Regions from separate parts of the Mus musculus genome. Here regions 1 and 2 are each linked to region 3. A link is a contact called in public HiChIP or PLAC-seq and promoter capture Hi-C data. All regions are on one chromosome and are shown on one strand. The core of a region is the stretch at or near the end of the contact, and the rest is flanking DNA. Distances in the headings are between cores, read along the strand shown. Region 1 holds the start of BC028528 (cDNA sequence BC028528). Region 2 holds the start of Acp6 (acid phosphatase 6, lysophosphatidic). Region 3 holds the start of Polr3gl (polymerase (RNA) III (DNA directed) polypeptide G like).

Region 1 (3,922 bases), core at 1,101-3,600, 700 kb after region 3:
TCTCCACCACTCGACACTCACCCCGCCACCAGGATGATAACCCGAAGTGGGTCTCCAGCTACAGTGATCAGGAAAAGGGAGAAGGCTGGGCCGAACGCGACGAAGGTGCATCCGAAAAACACAGCAGCCCCCATGACTGGGCAGCTGGGGAAGGGAGGGAACCCCGGCCAAGGAAGGCGAAAGGGAGCTGCGCGCCGAGGGGGAGTCCGCGTGGGGCGAGGACGCAACCCCAGGAGGGGCGCGGTGCAATGTCACCCCCGGACCCCGGGGAAGGGGAAGGGGGGGTGCCGAAACCCCGGACGAAGGTCCGCCCGACCTCGTCTACGGAAGCCGAAGAGGGAACAACCCCCGGTCGCTGCCCCATGGCCACCTCCCATCTAATTCCCACCCCCGGAAGGCCAATGAATACTTGGTGGGGCGGAACTGCAGAGGCGGGGTCATGGCGGCATGGCCTTCTGGGAGTTGTAGTCTCTCATCCTCAGAGCCCTCCTCTTGGTGCTGGGAGTGGCTTCAGAAGAGTAGGCTGGAGTCTGGGCCCAATCAGAACAATGATTCCTGGGTTCGCTGGCGCCTTGGCCACGGTTTCCTTTCTTTCGGTAGAGAAGGGTGATAGCCACCCTACCTATTACTAGAGGAGCTTTGTCGGAGGAAGATCCTGTTTGACTCTAGAGACAAATAAAAAAGAGCACAGGATAGAGGTTGTGGGAAGATAGGGACGGACATTGTTCTTAAGTTGAATTAGAGGAAATGACCCAGAGAAGCATCCTGAGGGATCAAAGTTAGGCTTAAAAGTTGGAACTCTTTGGGCAGCCTGGTATAGGAATTACGTCTTAAATGAAGCCTCCACTTGTATTCTGTAATGACAGAATGAGAAAAGCAGGAGGAGCCGGGAGAGAAATATTAGGAAAATGTTTGGAAGGAATCGTGGAGTCACAAAGCAACTAGAGCAATGGGACTGAGAGGAAATTACACCCATCCCCTCCACCCCCGCCCCACGCCGAGCTGCTTGGTTCCTTTGATGTCATACTTCCTTTATTTATAGTCTGGAAAATAAACTTGAGTGGTGTCTTTTCCTCAGGCTGGGGAGAGAGATTTCATATTATCAGGAATCATCATTTGTATGAGGACGGGTTGGTCCTTAGGAGTCTGCAGAACAGAGGAATCCTATGATGGGATCTGAGCATTTTGATCATATATGAGAAAAATCGTTTTTTGAGGGTACATACAAAGCAACAACAAACTACAGAAAAATTTAAAAGATTACCGGGCTTCCTGGAGGTTTTTGCAAAAAGTCACTAGGAGGGGAATCAGTGGAGGTGGGGGGGTGGGGGGGATGGGAGGGTAGGGGGGGTGGAGGGTTGGGGGGGTCTGGCGGTCACTAGACACATTGTTCCCCAAGGTTAGGAGGATGGGAACATCTTGGCCAGTGTTCAGGATTCCATGTGTGTTCAACAGGCTGAGTCTGGGCCACTCTTCTCTGTGAGCTGTTAGCAGCTGTGGGGAACAATCTGTGCATGATGAGCCCACAGCCACTTGCACGGTGTTCAAGGACTCATTTTAGATGCTTAGCAAGTATTTACTAGGTATGTGAGGCTTGTGGAGCTTTTCTTTTGTTCTAATAGCTATTTTTATGTGTGTGGGAGGGGGTTGTGTCATGTATATCTGTGCAACATGTATGTGCTCGGTGCTCTTGGAGGCCAGATGAGCACATCAGAACCCTCGGGACTGCGGCTACAGATGATTGTGATCCACCATGTGGTGCAAGGACATAGCCAGGGCTACCTGTGAGGGAGTGGAGAAGAGCAGGGGCTGGAGAAAGGGAAGGAGCCCAGGGAAAATAGACAAATGCAAGAACAATGGATATAGGGAGTACAGTTGTTATAGGAAGGATGCACAGCTGGCAGGGGAGGGGATGGGGAGGGGAGGGGATGCACAGCCGGCGGGGGCTGATAAACATGATAAAAAAGATCATGTTTCCCTCAGAGTGGAGAGCAACCCTGCACAGCAATGGTAACTTAAGGCCTGCAAGAAGGAAGGTGGATTTTGGGGAGCATTGAGAGGGAGGAAGCATAGGAGGGGAGAGGAGAGGGTGAACTTTGGTCCCAGCAGTGGGAGTCCTGAGCGGACCTAATCCAGGGCTAGGGGCTCTCCAGGAATAACAAGTTAGCATCCAACAAGGGGGTTAAGGGGGTTGGCTCTAGGTCCAGCAGCTATGTAAAGATCTACGGAGCGAGTAGGCGGAGAGTTCTGTCCCCTGGGAGAAGAATCACTCCAGTGCCCTCCCAGCTTCACAGCAGCAGGGGAGGCGGGGTAAGTGTGGTGGGAAACAGCAATTTCCTCTTTTAACTTACACAGTGATAGTGCAAAACCCAGAATGGATGTCCTCTTTATAGCCCTCCTTGTTGCACCACTCATCCTGGGTAAGTCTCCTTCTGACCCTGGCCTTTTGTGCCAGGTCTTTTGCTATAAATGGGATGAGAGAAAAGGAAACAGAGAGCAGTACGTCGGGCATTTCAGCGGGGAGCTGTACTGCTTTTCTCAGCTGTTGGAGTCCAGGGTTGGGGGCAGAGCAGGGATCTGGAAGGTGGAGCCAGGAAACCAAAGGCAAAGCAAAGCGAAGTCTTGTCAAATAAGACACAGGCCGGTGGAGGATGGGACTCTAAAGAGAGTTCCTTCGGCAAGACTGAACTCAGATTTCTGTTCCTGTCACCACAGAGCTGAGCAGGAGAGTGAGGAGCCATAAAGGAAAGAAGTGGGCGCTTGGAAGTCAAGGGAGCAACATCAGTGAGCGAAGCCAGAGGCTCTCCTTTCCACAAAGCACAAGGAAACAAACAAACCTCCTATTAGCAAAGACATAGGTGCGAGAGCCAAGCTGGATGGCACATGCCCAGCGCTTGAGACATAGAGGGGAAAGGGTCAGAAATTCAAGGTCATCCTTGACTACTTAGTGAGTTCCTGACTAGTCCCAGGTGAATAAGAAGCCCTCAGCTGGGTGTGGTGGCTCACGCCTTTAGTCCTAGCACTCTGGAGGCAGAGGCAGGCAGAGCTTTGAGTATGAGGCCATCCTGGTCTACAAATCCAGTTCCAGGACAGCCAGGACTATACAGAGAAAGCCCTGCCTCAAAAACAAATAAATAAATAACAAACAAACAATTACCCCTGTACCAAAAAACAAAACCAAGCTTGGTGTGGTGGCTCGCTCCTTTAATCCCAGCATTCCTGAGGCAGAAACAGAAAGGTCTCTGTGAATTCTAGGCTAGTTTGGTTTACTTGGTGGTTTCTACATTGGTTACAGATACATAGCAAACAATGTCTTTTAAAAAATAAAAGAAGCCTGGCATGGTGGCACACCCCTTTAATCCCGGCACTTGGGAGACAGAGGCAGGCGGATTTCTGAGTTCGAGGCCAGCCTGGTCTACAGAGTGATTCAAACAAAAAGAAAAAAAAAAGAAGAGAAAAGCCAGTATAGGTTGGCTTAGGCCAGTAGAAAACTGGCTGCCTTCAGGGACACGATCCCAAGAGTAGTTTGGCTCCTTCCCCTCTTTGTTCTCAGCCAGGTGTGTCACTGTTTTCCTTTCCTTTCAATCCTGTGTCCTTAGTTTGGGGTTGGAGGGATGTGTTTAGCAGAAGGCCTAGAATTCTGGATTCAGTAAGCAAAGCCACACAGTGTTAGTTTTGGAAGGGGAGAGACGCTACGATGGGTCATCTGGTCCAGCTGACTTATTTTTAAGGAAGGTGATACGAGCCCAGCTGTGGTGCTGCATGCCTTTAATGCCGGCATTTGGCAGGCAAAGGCAGAAGCAGGTTTCTGTGAGCTGGAGGCCAGCCTGATCTATACAGTGAATTTCAGGACAGCCAGGGCTACATAGAGAGACCCTGTCTCAAAAGGGGTTGGGGGGTGTGAAGCAGACTTATGAAAAGT
Region 2 (3,931 bases), core at 633-3,132, 560 kb before region 3:
AATTTGTCAGTGAAGCCAGTCCTATACTGGAATCCACCAGTTCTATACTGGAATCCACCAGTTCTATACTGGAATCCACCAGTTCTATACTGGAATCCACCAGTACAGGCTGGTATTGATAGGTATTTGCACTGTCTATATACACTGGGTCTAGATCCAGACAAACTTTTATTCTCTGCTATTACTGCTAACTTTGTCTAAAACATAAATATATCTCTCTAACACTCTTTAATAAGAATAGAGAGAGAGGAGGGGTGCAAAGAGGTGGGCATGTGTAGACAAAATGATAAGACAACCTGAGAGATCTAATGTTAAAGGCGTAGAGTGGGTTGCAGTGCCAGACAGAAAGTAGTACAGCCATAGGAACAGGCTAACTGGAGACCTGGTAAACAAACACCTGCTAAAAGATATTTATTTATGTGAGAGCTGCCCTGGTTGCTTGGCTTTTTCATGTGTAACCCTCTTTAAAGACCAGATCTTGGGTTGAAACTATAACTCACAGCCCTTCAGGAAAACAGAAATGACCATTAAGAGTATTTGCAACTGAACAAATACAGACTCCATGGGTAAATTCAACCCGGGGTGTTAGGGACTTCTGGTGCCCTTTTCTTGTATACTGTTAGGGGTTATTTTTTAAACAAAAAGCTAATTATTTGTGCTTTAATCATAATTATCCTGACTTATAGCCACAAAATTAGTTAATTAACTTTCCCTCCTTCTTACCACAAATCCTTTCCAGATTTCTAAACCTGACCTTAAAGAACCCCAAGATACAGTCCTTGTCCGCAATAAGACTTCACAAGATCTCAAATGGTCTCTGGCAAGCCCACAAGAAAAATCTGTATTAAGATCTGGTTCCAAAGGTGCCAGCTTGCTCTGTACTGCGGAAGCACTAAAGGTATCTCCTGGTACAATGATCTCTGTTATTAACAACCAGGCACTTACAAGGTCCTTGAACTCAAGTTCAACCACAGAACTACGAAACGTGACCCAACTCCACATCCGCAGAATCAGAATCTGCATTTAAATAAGAACCCCCGCCTGGGACATTCTTATGCATCTTTGAAAAGTTTCACTACACCAAGCAACTGAAAGTTTGGGGGGCAGGGGCTGCCCTAGCCAGGAAGGCTTACACACCACACCGGTGGTTTGGGATGAGCATGGGATGATGACTCCAGGCCACAGCCTGAGGGCCAGTCTACTGTTGTTTCCCTCTGGTCTGGACCCAGCCCGAGCCCCGACGGGGGACGCTAAAGTGTGTCCCCAAGAACCCCTCTGTGGGCCGCCTCTCACCTGCTCCTCCAGCGGGAGAGGCTTGAGCGGACTCCGTGCCCCGTGTCGAAACACCACCTGCACCATTTTCAGCTCCAGTAGGTTGCGGTCCACCGGACGCTGGCCATTAGGAGCCCGCTGCTCGGCCAGGGCCACCCGCCGCTGGTGGAAGCAGTAAGCCAGCGAGGTCAGGACACCCACGGGGACCCACACGCGCATGATGGAGGCTGTGGAAGCTGAGGGCTCCGCAGGCAACGCGGCTCAGCAGCTACTCAGAAGTTCGCGGGAACTGGAGGGCAAGTGCATCCAAGCTCTCAGAACAAGCGACTCTAGCGGGGCGACCCAGCGACAGTCAGGCCGGAGGTGGAGAGAAAGGGGTGGGAGCAGAAAGATTGTCTAGTAGTTTAAGCCTAGCGTCTGCCGGCCGCCCCTACTGCATGCAGGCTCAGTCAGGGCAGTTACTTGGACCTGAAACTTGCACTTCAAACCGTGTGAAGGGGAGGCCGCAAAAGCAGAAGTTCCTCGGACACCCGGGATTCGGGTCCACATTTTATAACCAAGCTCCCCACGCAATCTCCTGACCTCCCACGGACCTGCTCCAATTAAGTCTGCGCACAGGAGCACGGGAAAGTGAGTCCTGAGACTTCGTCCGATCTGGAAACTCAGACCCGTAAAAACTACAACTTCCACAATGCTATGCGCGGCCGAGGTCCCCAGGGAGGGCAGTTCCGTCGGCCCCCCGCCATGCTTAAGGTCCCGCCCCCCCCCCCCACGCCTCCCACGTTCCACTCCCAGTCCCGCCAGTCTTCAATTTAAGGCTGCCAAGAAGCCCCGGGTAATTAAGGGATTTCGTCTGTTTTTTTTTTTTTTTCCCTTGAGGCTTTGCCTGGGGTGAGTAGGGAGGAAATGAGGGTAAGGGGAGGCAGTGTTAGGATTGGTGGGCAAGGGGAGTAGTTTGAATGTGGAAGAATTCCCTGAAGTCCCCAAAGCAAGATTACTAAAGTCAAGACCTGAAACATCTATCAGCTGAGTGCTTCCTATTTGTGAAATTCCCTTTCCCCATTTTGTTTAAGAAAATTGAGCTAGGGATGTAGTTCAGCGGTAGAGCACTCTCGGGGCATGCGCAAAGCATTAGAGCCAGCGGTTTTTTTGTTTTGTTTTTGTTTTTTGTTTTTTCTCGAGTGATTATTAAGTACTTTTTTTAGAAAATTGTGAGAGAAAAAACAGTATTTCCCTGACCGGGAATCGAACCCGGGCCGCGGCGGTGAGAGCGCCGAATCCTAACCACTAGACCACCAGGGAAGTTAGGAGACAGAGGCTTGAGAGGGAAGATAGTAGACCTGGATTGGAGCCACCAAAGAGTGTCAGGAGAGGCCTGGAGGAATGGCGGTAGTGTTGTCAACATCTGAAGGCATTCTCCTAATCTTTTAACTGCGGAACAGTATCGTGGGCTTCAACTTCGAAATGAATTTCAAAGCAAACCAGTAAAAAATAGACTTGAAGTCTGTTTGGAATGGAAAGAAAAGCAACAGGAAAAAAAAAAAAAAAAGAAAAAAAAAAAAGAACATAACACACCTTACATGGCTATGGGCTTCTCACAGAATAGTCTCAGTTTATTAGAAGCCATTTGTAACCGATTTTAGGCAAAAGAGCTATGACAGAGAGATGCTTAGTGAGAGAACAAGACACCTGTGGATGGGTCTGGGCTTCCCATAAGAGATTCACAGCAAAATGTCTTAGCAGTTACCAGATACATTCTTTTAGTGACTCTCAAGATACATCTTGGCCCTGCGTGGTGGTGCAGGCCTTTAATTTCAGCATTCAGGAAGCAGAGGCAGGCATATCTTTGTGAGTTCAAGGCTAACCTGCTCTACAGTTGAGTTCCAGGATATCCAAGGCTACACAGAGAAGCCATGTCTGGGGAAAAAGAGAGAGAGAGAGAGAGAGAGAGAGAAGCACACCCCACCCCACCTCCTTCACATCTGGAAGGGTTGCTACACTTCACCCTGACCCCTTCTGGTTTCTGGTGCAACTAGAGGACAACTTCAGGGAACCTCATCTAGATTAGAGTCTGCTAAGGTAAAACCAGGAGCCCCTGCGGTTTCTAGTGAGAGTCTCAGATTGTGGATTTACAGCCACAAGGGGAGAATGGCCTTCAGTAAAGGAATCCTTGCTTGATGACTAGTGAGAGTGGGGACCCCCTTGTCTTCTTGTGTCCCAATAGTTTTCCTTGCCCTATCCTAGCTCAGACCCACTCCTTCAACTAGGTCTTACCTCTTTAAGAGCCAGTCAAGGTCGTAGGTGAGAGAGAAACTTTGTGATAGAGTCACTGCCTCCCCACAAGAGACCCACTGTGGACACTGCTGCATTTGAGACTGAACCTTCAGTACATGAGTTTTTGGGTAAACACTTAAGATCCAAAATAAAACACAAGACAAACCGAGACCTTCAGGGGCCCTGGGAAATACGACATTGGAACCTGAGTAGTGCCTTGGAACTCCTCCAGCTGGGGAGGGTGGCCCTCAGACAGGTGAGGGAAAGCATAGTACAGTTTCAGTATAAACAGATCCTAGTATTGGAGCAGCTTCAGCCTCTTTGGCTTTCTTAGCACGCTGGAGAGCCTTCAAGGCAATGGAAGGTTGGTATCTGGCTGCCCTAC
Region 3 (3,701 bases), core at 722-3,221:
CCGCTGCACCCCTCTCAAACATCACACACCATAGAGACACTTGGATCTCATTTCCCTTGGGTCCCATTAGGAATGTAAGGAAGGTGGTTTTCCCAGGGAATTTTTAGGGCAAGGGGCCGTCCCAAATTCCCTCTTTACAGTATTTTAAGGGGTGTGCATAGGAGGTAGAAAAAGGCAGAGTGGTGACCGGCCCCTGTTGCACAGATGTGTTCATTACATCTCTACTCCCTTAGACTCATTCTTCCCTCTTCCTTGAAGGTCCCTGCCTGAATCACTCATCTCTTCCTATCTGTTGCTCACTGCCTCTGCCTCTCCGTGCCACCTGCCCTGTCTCCATGGTTACCAAGGCTTCCATCTGCATAGTTTAGGGATGAGTTTGTGTCCAGCTGGAAGGTACCAAGGAAAGTGGGGGCATCGGATGGGTATTAAGGGTTTGGAAAGCTCACCGAGGGTCTTAGAGGACTCAAATGGTGGACGCCACCAAGTACAGATACAAAAAGTCACGTTCCTGGGAAAGGAGGAGAAACAGCCGGAGGGAAATCACCCACTTTTATTAGCTATTGATGTGTGCCGAGAGATGTGCATACATACATCATCTCCAACCCTCACAACTCAATGAGGGGGGAACTATTGTCTTCCTGCAACAAATGATAATGAGGTTAAGCAAGTTCCCCCAAAGCGCTACAGCTATGTTTTTATACTATTCCAAAAACGGAGTATGTGTCATCCACATGCAACTTCCCAGTCTAGAGGCCATTTTCTCTGACCTCTGTCATATTCTTGTTGACTGACTCCTAGTTTTACATCCATCCTGAAGTATTTCCCTTTACTTCTACTCTGTAAAAAAAATGACTCTTTCTATTCTGCCCTCTTTCCTTGAAGGGGCTTGAAGGGCAGTGGAAAGTACAGAAAGAAAAAACCCACTGGGTTCCTGCCTTCTCTCCCCAATTACTGCTCTGGTCCCAAGCCCCCTTCTCTCCCTCACTTCTCAGACACCGCAACAATCCGCATTTGGGGCCTGAGCTTGGTAGCAGAGTCAAGAGTATCAAGAGTTCAAGGCCAGCCTAGACTGGGTAGCCAGACCCTGCCTTTAGAGAAAAAAAATCTTTTAAAGATTATTTATTAGTAGTGCTGGTGACTGAGGAAGAATAATAAAGAGGGTGTGTGTGGTATGTGTGTGTGTGTGTGTGTGGTGTGTGTGGTGTGTATGTGATGGCCTAAGCCAGAAGAGGGCGCGGGAGTCCGGTAGTTGGGAACCTCCTGGAGTGTTTCTCTGTGTGTGTGTGTGTGTGTGTGTGATGTGTGGTGTGTGTGTGTGTGTGTGTGTGTGTGTGTGTGTGTGTGTGATGTGTGGTGTGTGTGTGTGTGTGTGTGTGTGTGTGTGTGTGTGTGTGATGTGTGGTGTGTGTGTGTGTGATGTGTGGTGTGTGTGTGGTGTGTGTGTGGTGTGTGTGTGTGTGTGTGTGTGTGTGTGGTGTGTGTGTGTGTGTGGTGTGTGTGTGTGTGTGTGTGTGTGTGTGTGTGTGTGTGGTGTGTGTGTGTGTGTGTGTGTGTGTGGTGTGTGTGTGGTGTGTGTGTGTGTGTGTGTGTGTGTGTGTGTGTGTGTGTGTGTGTGTGATGGCCTAAGCCAGAAGAGGGCGCTGGAGTCCGGTAGTTGGGAACCTCCTGGAGTGTTTCTGGGAACTCCTGCAGGCACAGCTGTTAACAGATGAGCAGTCTGGTTTCTCTGACCCAGGGCTACATTTCCCAGCAGCGGTTCTCCTCTTCTGGCTCCGCCACGTGTCTGGATGAGCTCTGAGTAGCAGGACATCTTAGCCATCTAGTTCGGTCTGGGCATAAGAGGTGAATTCTGCAGCCCCAGGTCTCAGCGCGCCACTTCCCAAGCCTCAGTTCCGGTTAAGCTCGCTCCCTCCTCCTCCCCTCCTCGCCCGCCTCCGCTCTCGTCGATTGGCCAGGAAAACCCACCAATGGAGAGCTCGGGGAGGCGGGCCTAGAACGAGGGCTGGAAGAAGAAAAGCAAATTTCAAGTTGGCGGCTGCGTGGGCCCTGAGTGGGGGAGGGACGGCAGGTAAGGCTTCGACCTGGTGGCTCTGACCCGGTTTGGTTCGGTACTTCCCGAATTAGTCCCTCGGCGCCGACAGCGACGTAGATAACGCTTTCTGTCAGCCTGTTGGATCAGCCCCCTTCTAAATCCCTCCCCTTTTTCCCCGGGCTCTCACTGCTGTCTTGACTGTACGCCGGAGACAGCTTGCTGTCGCGCCTGGGGACAGATATTAAAGCAGGAGAGGAAGGTTCATTCTTGTAGCTCAGACTCTTCTATGGTACCAGCTTCTCCCGCACCCATTAACGTAACATTAGCCCCCTGTCAAGAGCCTGACAGATTCTTATTACCTATCAAGTCAACTGAACCGCTACCCTCTACCCACCACTTTCCTAGACCACCGTGAAGAATTTATTGATCCCCGACCTGACAAAGTCCGATTATCACTATTGGAATCTCTTTAATTTTTAAAATTACATTATTTGTGTGTGTGTGGGGGGGGTACGTACAAGCCATGGCTTACGCAAGGAGGTCAGAGGACAACTTGAGCTAGTCAGCCTGTTTCCTGGCCACTTGGCAACACGAGTATTTACCATCTCACGAGGCTGACTTTTTCCATCCCTCCCATGCTTTTATCGGCAGACTCTTGCTATGTAGCCCATACTGGCCTCCAGTTTGCATTCCCCCTGCCACAGTACCCCCGGTGTTAGGATTATATGTTCTCTTTCACTGTTTCTATTCTATGAACGGAAGGTTTGATGGGACAGATTGGGGTACTTAATACATTGTGTTCAGTAAGCGTTAATCGAGTGGAATTGATTTGTGGGAACCAGTGCTCTTGTCAAGGAGGACAAATTTAAACTCCTGATATAATTAGGGAACAATAAAAGACAACATTATATAATTAGGGGTCTTTGAACTGGTGGTTTATTGCATTAATGTTTTATAGTTATTCTCAGACCAGAGAAGGAAAACAACAAAAAGAACCAGAAGGGAGTCTTTGTGACTCACAGAGTCTGTAGACACATGTTCAAAAGACAGATATTTACTGAGAACCTACTACATAGCAGACACAGTGCTAGACAACCGGGATCACAATGAACCCTCTGATAACATCTATTCAATAAATTGTTATTTAGTATGTGGGAAAATATTTTCGAAACCAGTTCTTTCTATGCAGGGCAAACAGGCTGACCTCCAACTTATGACCCTCCTGCCTCACCCTTTCTGGGATAACAGGCTTGTACCACTGCACCCCAAATAAGCTTTTTTCTTTTAAATTGAGAAATGTGAGTCCGGTCTTACAAATGCTAAGCATTCATTCTGCCCCTGAACTACACCCCTAGCTCTGAAACAGCATCTTTAGGAAGAGAACTCACTAGCTCTTTTCAGGTCGGTCCACTCTTTCACTTTTTCCTTTGAATTTATTCAACTTAAACTTACTTATTATTAGTGGGCCTGGGTGGAGTGTGTACCATGGTGCATATGTGGAGGTCAGGCTGGCCCCAAACTCACCATGGAACCAAAGATGAATTGAAATTTCTGAATGACAGGCTTGGCCCAAGGCTTTCTGCTAAGCGAGTGTGTTGTTGCTGTTGTTGTTGTTGTGAGGGTTTGCTTATTTTCTTTAACTGGGGATTGAATTGAGGCCCTAGTGATT

What was found. Promoter capture Hi-C pulls out the DNA fragments that hold promoters and counts their contacts. HiChIP or PLAC-seq counts read pairs in DNA pulled down with a chosen protein or histone mark.
Region 1: a contact with region 3 is called in a promoter capture Hi-C map of liver, with 4 times the contacts expected there. The contact joins the promoter of BC028528 here to the promoter of Polr3gl in region 3. A contact is called at or near these places in 3 of 39 promoter capture datasets (liver and pre-B cells) and 1 of 115 datasets of contacts at active chromatin or transcription factors (pancreatic cancer cells).
Region 2: a contact with region 3 is called in a FOXA1 HiChIP or PLAC-seq map of pancreatic cancer cells. The contact joins the promoter of Acp6 here to the promoter of Polr3gl in region 3. A contact is called at or near these places in 1 of 39 promoter capture datasets (liver) and 1 of 115 datasets of contacts at active chromatin or transcription factors (pancreatic cancer cells).

The regions. Positions count from the first base shown.
Region 1 is chr3:95,890,383-95,894,304 of GRCm38.p6, reverse strand. BC028528 (cDNA sequence BC028528) reads left to right here and starts at 2,350. Exons shown (of 6, transcript NM_153513.4): 1 at 2,350-2,420. The coding sequence starts at 2,375. Aph1a (aph1 homolog A, gamma secretase subunit) reads right to left here and starts at 384. Exons shown (of 6, transcript NM_146104.3): 1 at 22-384. The coding sequence starts at 134.
Region 2 is chr3:97,156,728-97,160,658 of GRCm38.p6, reverse strand. Acp6 (acid phosphatase 6, lysophosphatidic) reads right to left here and starts at 1,882. Exons shown (of 10, transcript NM_019800.4): 1 at 1,294-1,882. The coding sequence starts at 1,491. n-TEctc12 (a tRNA gene) reads right to left here and starts at 2,574; the gene lies at 2,503-2,574.
Region 3 is chr3:96,592,451-96,596,151 of GRCm38.p6, reverse strand. Polr3gl (polymerase (RNA) III (DNA directed) polypeptide G like) reads left to right here and starts at 1,971. Exons shown (of 8, transcript NM_027241.4): 1 at 1,971-2,068. It also overlaps a transcript of Ankrd34a not described here.